Regions from separate parts of the Mus musculus genome. Here region 1 is linked to region 2. The links are chromatin contacts, called in public HiChIP or PLAC-seq maps. All regions are on one chromosome and are shown on one strand. Each heading gives the region's core, a stretch centred on a gene start, on an enhancer-like site or on the middle of the called end of the contact. The rest is flanking DNA. Distances are from core to core; before and after follow the strand shown. Region 1 holds the start of Ddx18 (DEAD box helicase 18). Region 2 overlaps Ccdc93 (coiled-coil domain containing 93).

Evidence for each region. HiChIP or PLAC-seq counts read pairs in DNA pulled down with a chosen protein or histone mark.
Region 1: an H3K27ac HiChIP or PLAC-seq map of microglia shows a contact between it and region 2, with 3 times the contacts expected there. The contact joins the promoter of Ddx18 here to the enhancer-like site in region 2. A contact is called at or near these places in 2 of 39 promoter capture datasets (HPC-7-derived erythroid cells and hippocampal neurons), 9 of 484 Hi-C or Micro-C datasets (the G1E-ER4 cell line, the HPC-7 cell line, cerebral cortex and 5 more), 4 of 115 datasets of contacts at active chromatin or transcription factors (double positive thymocytes, effector CD8 T cells, embryonic stem cells and 1 more) and 3 of 9 other capture datasets (adipose tissue, liver and pancreatic islet).

What each region holds. Positions count from the first base shown.
Region 1 is chr1:121,566,145-121,570,349 of GRCm38.p6, reverse strand. Ddx18 (DEAD box helicase 18) reads left to right here and starts at 2,370. Exons shown (of 13, transcript NM_025860.3): 1 at 2,370-2,559; 2 at 4,182-4,205. The coding sequence starts at 2,475.
Region 2 is chr1:121,475,837-121,479,948 of GRCm38.p6, reverse strand. It overlaps Ccdc93 (coiled-coil domain containing 93), which reads right to left. Exons shown (of 24, transcript NM_001025156.2): 12 at 3,801-3,917; 13 at 2,052-2,114. Among named protein-coding and RNA genes, the nearest start is that of Gm35243, 47 kb to the right of the region's middle. Within about 2 kb of position 1,413, at least 82 of the 459 cell types and tissues checked have an H3K27ac peak or open chromatin away from gene starts, as enhancers often do. A contact at or near this core is called in the G1E-ER4 cell line, the HPC-7 cell line, cerebral cortex and 3 more, where this site is marked.

The DNA.
Region 1 (4,205 bases), core at 1,121-3,620, 89 kb before region 2:
TACAGTAATGCAGCACTTTGAAGACTCCTATATACTATAGAGTGGTGAATTTTGTAGAAAATGGTATTGAAAAGATCATAGACGATCACTTCGTGTGTTCTGGGGATATGATTCCTGCCATTATGCCTAAAGACCAGGATTTAATCTTCAGTTCAACAATAACAACAACAACAAAGGTAAAGAAAGAGCCTTATTTCAGAGATTAGAGCAAGTGTGATCATTACTTCTAACGATTCTAAGGTGTTGGTACAACAGACTGATTTATCCCATGAATCAAAGCCCTTCTTCTCTGATTAAAATATAAGAATCTACATTTTACTTTACGACACTATTCTTGGTTCAAGGATCCCAGGAGAAATTTCAAAGAATAGCATGGGTAAAGCATAGTTGTGTAATTTAAATGTTCTCCACTCCACCCCTGTGTGTGTGTGTGTGTGTGTGTGTGTGTGCGCGCGCGCATGTTTGTGCATGTGTGTTTTCATCAAAGGATATCCTTGGATGTCAGAGTTCTTTGAAGTAACAGAATTTAATAGGATGACTCTACATAGATAGATAGATAGATAGATAGATAGATAGATAGATAGATAGACAGACAGACAGGATAGAATTTATTGGAATGACTTACAGACTGCAGACCAGCTAATCCAGCAGTGGCTAGCTGTGAACAGAAAGTCCAAGAATCCAGTAGTTGCTCAGGCCACAAGGTGGTCTCAGTTGGTCTTCAGTATATGCTGAAATCCCAAAGAAGTAGGTTCTAATGCCAGTGAAGAAAAGATGGGCTAGCAAGACCAAGGCAAGCAGGCAAAGACCATGTTCATGTCCTTATACCTTCCAGTGGAAGATGTGGCCCAGATTAAATGTGTACCTTCCAGCCTTAAGATCCAGATCAAATGTGTTTGTCTTCTTCCCTCAAAGGTCTGAACTAGAAGTGTATTCACCCACTTTAGACCAAGAAAAATAATCTTTCACGGGTGTGCCCTCCTTTTCTGGATTGTAGTTCATTCCAGAGGTAGTCAATTTGACAACAAGAATAGCCATCACAGATGTCAGTCACTATCCATCTTGAGACATGGTTTCTCCTAGACCTGGTCTTACAGGGATGCTGGCCTCTGAGCACCAGTACAACTGGCTTTCTTCCTATGAGAGGTAGATGGAACTCAGGGCTTGTATTTGCAAGGCAATCACTTTATAGACTAAGGCATCTCCTCAGCCCCAATTATAATACTTCTATAGACTTAGGAGTAATGTGTAGCTCCATTGAATGGTGACTGACATGAAAGAGGCCCTGGGTTCAATACCCAGAACTGCAATACTGAATTAAAGACTCTATCTGCATGCCCATCCCGGGACTGACTGACTGCTGACTCTCTCTCTCTCTCTCTCTCTCTCTCTCTCTCTCTCTCTCTCTCTCTCTCTGTCACACACACACACACACACACACACACACACACACACACACACACACACACACACACAATCTATGCACAATGGAGGCTGAAGGAAGACATCACCCAAATGTCCATCCTGAAACCAGGATCTTTCTCAGGCAGCGCACGAACTTCCCTGTCGGTATGTTTTCTGTAACTGTGTTTCTGTCTTCGTGGAAGTTGTGTAAAAATTCAGTGTTTTACCTATGTCATTCACCATACATCTACCGCAAACTAGCACAAAAGTGAAAGAAAGAAAGAAAAAGAAAGAAAGAAAGAGACGAGAAGAGAAGAGAAGAGAAGAGAAGAGAAGAGAAGAGAAGAGAAAAAAAGAAAAGAAAAGAAAAGAGAAAAAAAGAAAAGAAAAGAAAAGAAAAGAAAAGAAAAGAAAAGAAAAGAAAAGAAAAGAAAAGAAAAGAAAAGAAGAGTGCAACGCCCTGAAAAATTGAGGGAAAACTATACGGTGAGAAAAGACGTTTGTGTGATACAGGGTCCAAATTGAAGTGGGTTTGTTGTTGGGTTTTTGTTTTTGTTTCTTTAGTCTTTTTGTTTTGTTTGGAAGGCACTGGGGTGGAGGGGTGGAGTGCTGCCCTGTGGACCAGGCTGGTCTCAGCTCAGAGATCCACTTGCTCTTGCCTCCCTCACGCTGAGACTAAAGGTGAACACCACCATCCCCGTCTCCCAAGAAGGTTTTAAGACTTAAACCTCTTCTGACAGGATACTGGCACCTCTCTAGCAGTGAAGGGAAAGAGACTCTTCTGAGCCACAAGGAATTCCGTCTTCCAATCGGCTTTTTTATTGTGCAGTCTTGGTTTGTAAAACTCTGGGGCCATTAGCAAGGCGAACGGGTTCACAACGAGTCGTCCTCCAGTCGCCAGGGGGCGCTGCAGGAAATTCGGTCTCCAAAGGGAACCCAGCTCTCACCAGGAACTGTTTCCGCCCGAAGCATTTCCGCCCCGCGGGTCCGCAGGCTCCAGCGGTACACTTCCGACTTGCAATTGCGCACGTGCATCTGTCTCGGTGCAGACGGCTGGGCGGCCTGGCAAGATGTCGCAGTTACAGATGAAACTCCTGCGCAGGAAGATCGAGAAGCGGAATGCCAAGCTGCGGCAGCGAAACCTGAAGCTGCAAGGTGAGCTGTGCTGAACCCCGCACTGGCGAACGACGTGGGGAACCCAGGAACTCGGCGGTGCGCTGGGCAGCTTCCGGCGGGAGCCGGGGATGCGCGGCACGAGCAGGCCGCCTGGGTCCCAGCCCCCGTGGACCCTTCATTGGTTCTGCCCTTTGCCGGCGTGGCTTTCTCGACTCAGGGTGAAAGCGGGAGGCCTCGGACTTTCTTCCCCAACTTTCTATTGGCAAGAAAACCTGCAGATTACCCTAGACCCCCCCATCAGCATCTTTAGTCCCCACGTAGAACTTTGTATCCATTACGGTTCCCGACTTTCACTTAATTGCTCGATCTCATCCCCTGCCCAAACTTACGAATTGTTTTCCTCGGAGCTTTCCCAGTGATACAGCTCTCTCCCCCAAACCCGTTCTTTTCATTCCTGCAGCGATCCTCTTCATATGTTAGGCAGAACCCTCCCAGTGTTTTTTGTCGCGCACAACTTAGTGAATTCCTTAACGTCTTGGTTTTGGCACAAGGGCTTAAATGAAAAATTTACACATGTCACTTTCTTGTTGCAGTTTCTGTAGCTTGTTTAGGTTACCTACCTGTAGGGGTTCTTAGCCTTTGTAATGCTGTACCCCTTTAATACAGTTCCTCATATTGTGTTGACACACACACACCATAAAATAACCTCGTTGCTACTTCATGGCTGTAATTTTGCTATTATGAATCGTAATGTAAATATCTGGTATGAGACAACTGTAGTGGGGGTTGGGGGGTCGAGAGATCAGTATGTTGAGGATCGCTGAATAATTGTCTAGACCCACGCAATTTTCAACAGATAGTATTTGAAAGACATCCCAGAGGGGATGGTGGATTTTAGGCAAAAGTATTGATGTTCCTTCACTTAGTACCTGTAGAATAATTAATGCTACTTAGTAGCTACTTCTTGGTGTGGGTAATGATGTAAATTAAAGATGGTGTTGCCTTCATTCTCTTTGTATGAAAATGGAAAACTTGTGAGGATAGTTTGGGGCTTTAATAGGGTTTTAATGAGTGGTTTTCGTTTACTGAATTTTCAGTTCACCAAAGTCTAGGAAAGTTGGGTTTGAATGAAGTGAAATTATATAAGTAATAATTGTGGGAATGCGAAGTAAATATCATTCAGTTATATTTATCAGACACTTGGCCGTGGCTGTTCCAGTACTAGCTCTGTATACCAGGCTGGCCTCAAACTCATAGAGATCCACCAGCTTCTGCCTTTCATGTACTAGGACTAAAGGTGTGTGCCAACACCAGCAGGCCAAATGCTTAATGTTAAAATATATATTTCTCCTCATTGCTGTTTACTAATCATTTGATTTAATTATGTGATCTTGCTGACATTTTTCTGTCACAAATTTCTATATAGCCGTAAACAGATAGGGTCTTTTGAAGTTAAAACAACTTTCCTTTACTGACATTTTTTTTTTCCATAAAGAAAATGTGCCTTTTCTATAATAGAGTACCAATATTTGGTTTTAACAGTGAACATACAAGAAAAACTAAATGATTGGGGTTCCAGAAAACCCATAATTTCTCCTGTGAAGGTCAGTGTTTATAAGTAAGCTTTCTCTTGTCACAGTGTAAGTTCTGTTTTTAAACAGAAACATCAGACACAAGCCTGTCCC
Region 2 (4,112 bases), core at 164-2,663:
AACGTACAGCAATATACTTTTGTGTATGGTATATGAGTGTGTACGGATACACTGCCTGTGCTTGGTGTGCACGTGGAGGCAGAGGCTGATGCAGAGAAGTCTTCGTCTAGTTTTGCTTCTCTACCTTAATTTTTGAGACCTGATATCTCACTGAAATAGAAGTCATGGTTTCGCTATCCTCGCTGCCTAGTGAGCCCCAGTGCTGGGGTCCCAGGTGCCACAATGTGCCAGGCTCTTACCTGGACAATTAGGTTCTGAACATAGATAGGTCTTTATGCAGCAGGCACTTGACCCCTGAGCCATCTCTCCGCCCCTTCTATTGTAAAGTACACCTTTTACAATGATCTAGAGAGCAAAGTATAAAACCATGACCATGGCAAACTCCTAAAGCAGATAAAGTACGCAGATGTGGGCTGATGAGATGACTCAGTAACAGCCCGATAATCTGACTCCAGGTCCTGGAATCCACATGGTGGAAGAGAATCAACTCCCACAAGTTGTCCTCTGACCTCCACATAAGTGCTGTGGCACACTTAACAGCACCCCCAACACACGCTAAACAAACAAACAAACAAACAAACAAAATTATAAAGAGGGACCGTGCACAAGTATGTAGGGTATAATTGCTATAAAACCAAAACAGTTCTTGAAAGATCCAGAAAATACTGGCTGTGCTTTTATTACCCTGGAGTGAGTAGACAGATGGTGGGTTACAGGCATTCACTTTTTGTGTTTTGTGAGGTTTTTGTGAACTGTGTGAATATGTGACTCATTCAAACAAAACACAGGTTTAAAAAAATCCCTAGCTGAAAATGGCAGTAGTGCGGTCAGGTGTCTCATCAAACCCTCTCACTCCAAGTCTCCAAATAATCCAGGCTATGATGCTGGAACCCGGAGGTGGCTTAACTCACAGGGAACAGACGGGAGTCAGGTATGGAGTGCTAGCCAGCACAGGTGGGAAGAATGGCTTGTAGGGCTACGGCCTGTATTAGGGGAGCGAGGCTGGGTTGACAGAGCACCGAAGACAGACCGTTACCCAGAGGAGAGCATCTGAGAGCCCCAGATTGCTGGCAACAGCAGAGAGAATGGGAAGTTTCCCAGCTCTGAGTAGCTCTTACCGTCAGCTGATCTACCACACAGAAGGCAGCACCCTTCTGCAGAACAATGGAGGCAAGCTGTCGTGATGGCTAATACTGACTGTCAACTTGCCAGGATCTAGAATCACTCATGAGACAAGCTCTGGGCACACGTGTAATGGATTAGCCAGGCCAGGTTAGCCTCTGGGCAAGCCTGTGAGTTTCTCAGGAGGTTCACTGAGCTGGGAAGGCCTACCCTGTACGTGGGAGGCACCACCCCCAAGGCTGGTGACCTGGACTACAGAAAGAGGAGAACCTGAGCTGAGCACTGGCAGTCATCTGCCTGTCGCCTGGCTGGGTGAGGTGTGACCAGCTGCTCAACTCAGACAGTTCCTGCTGTCTCAACTTCTCTACCACAACTGATTACATCCTCGAACTGCCAGCCAAACTAACGCCTCCCCTCCTCAAGCTGCTTCCTGTCAGGGGTTTTGTCAGTAACAGACCAAGAAACTGGGAAGAATAGACAGTAGTATAGAGAGATAGCGAGAGGAAACATTAAACCAGATGAACACAAAACCCAGAGTACACAAACAATGGAGCACAGGTAAAAAACAGTGAACCAATTTATAAATGAATTCTGACTAGAGAAATACTACAGAGCAATATACACTTTAGATACAATGTTTGGCCGCCCACAGAGATCTGGAAAGACAGTGCTCGTTCAAAGGGAATTACCCTTCCATCTAGGGAGTCTGAGTTGTGACTGGTAGGCTTGTGGGTGATACACCTATATACGCTAGAGCTGGTAGCCCATGCTGCTAATGTGACAGCCAGCTAGTGTCCAGCTTTCCTGGAGTGGCTTTGGGGCTGTCTTCATGAGTGTCATGTGCTATCAGCATGTATGTGAGTGGTGACTGAGGGCCCTGAGGTCACAGTGCAGGTGTGTTGGGGGTGTGGTGGGGGAGGTCTGCTTACCTCTGTCAGTGTCTTCTTCCTGTCGCTGTACTTGGCTTTGAGGCTGGTATGATTCGCTTGCAGCTGTGAGTGAGAGAAAAAGGACATCTGCTTGAATGGAGTCCTTTACTCAGTACAGACTTCGATGGGACCCCTCTTTTACAATGAGAAAGTGGAAACCCAGATCGGCTTAAAACAGACTTACACAGAAGGACTTTCATTTTTATCCACTTTTACTTATTCCAGTGCTAGGGAGTTAAGCTAGGGTTCCATGCATGACCAACAGTCTACCAGTGAGCTATGTCTTAGGCTGCAGAGAAGAGAAAATAAGCCACACCCGGAAACCAGCGTGGAGCATGGCCTTGGCACGAGGAGGATTATGGGTGCATACAGCAATGCCGAGGCTTTCCATCTGGACCTGGGGAACTGAACTTACTAGGGCCTGATGCTTGCACAGTCACTCAACTTCTCAACCATCAGAAAAGAACCGGCCAACTCTCCCTCCCTTCGCCTTTGCCAGCGTTGCTTTATACATCCCCACCAGGCTCCTCAACAGCTCCACACAGGCCTTCCATTCAGCCAGTGCCCATTTATCTCTCCAGATGCAGTCAGCCATGACCTTGGGCTCCATTAGCTCTATTAGTCCCAGCATCCCAGACTTCCCCTTAGCAGTTACCATGTCACCGCAACTGTAACTGAGTGGCAGTGTGATGGCTGTTTCATTCACCGCAAGTCTCCATTACACCTTAGGGTCCTGGCAGGCAAGGCCCTGGCCCACTGTTCACTCACTTCTGTAATTTTGCTTAGCATTTAACATACACAATACTACACATGAGCAAAGAAATACCATTTTGGTCCTGTATATTTTCACATGTGTGTCTGTGTGTATGCACGGGCACACTAGCATGCTTGTGCACACATGCAGGTTCCCGCAGAGGCAATAAAGGGTGTCAGGCCCCTGAAGTTACAGCCAGCTGTGAGCAGCAAGTGTGGGTGATGGGAGTTAGAATACATGTCCTCTGCAAGTGCAAAAAGAGCCAGTGGAGGCTAATCCATCTTTCCTGCCTTGCTCTGTACTTCTGTGATCCGAGTTAATAAGCCTTTCCTATCAAGGGCCAAGCAGTACCTAGTTTATGTCTGTGGGCCATTTGGTCTCTGTTACCACTGTTCAACTCTGCTACAGTAGCTTGAAAGCAATCACAGAAAAACAGGCAAGTAGGTGAGTGCTTAGCTGTTCCAGTGAAACTTTATTCATGGGGATGCAGAGAGCTTAGGGGAAAAGCGCCTACTATGCAAGGCTGAAAACTGAAGACTGGCTCTCTAGAACCCATGTGAAAAGCTAGGTGTCAGTGTGGTAGCTTACCTTTAATTCCAGAGCTTAGGAGGCAGAGACAAGGAATAACCCTGGCAACAGCTTGCTAGACTAGTCAAAACGGTTCAGAGAGGCCTTGTCTCAGTAAATAAAGTGGACAGTGATCAAGGAAGGCTGGCGTCTACATATCCATCAGGTTCACATATGCACACCCATACACAAGTACCCCCACATACCTGCCACACACATACACACACACACACACACACACACACACACACACACACACTTTACAAAAGTACATGCAGCTAGATGGACTGACGCCTGTAGCATGCCTGCACCAGAGCCTCCTTTGACCAGTTTACCACAAGGCTCTCTCTCATTCGGTATCTCCTGACCAACTTCTCCTCTCTTGGAAGAACGGTCACTACCTGGAGTGGAAGTAGAAAGACACTCACCTCTTCCAGATGTTTGCTCTTCTGCAGAATCTGCTTATTCAAGGAAATGACTTTCCGCTGATGCAGCTGGGAGGTTCCTAACTTCTCTGGACTTTCTTCAGCGGACAGCTCAGACTGCTGTAGGAAAACCCAAAGCAGACAATGAACTCATTTCTATTCAGGTTGTCTATCCCTACTCAGTGTAAGCAAGACAGTTCTGGGCAGCCAGTCACAGCCATCCAGGGTATCTACAATGTCCTGCTCAGGACCAAAATCTAGACAGGAAAAGTCTGACAGAAACTGAGGCAGCCTGTGCTTTGGAGGAAGGGAGAG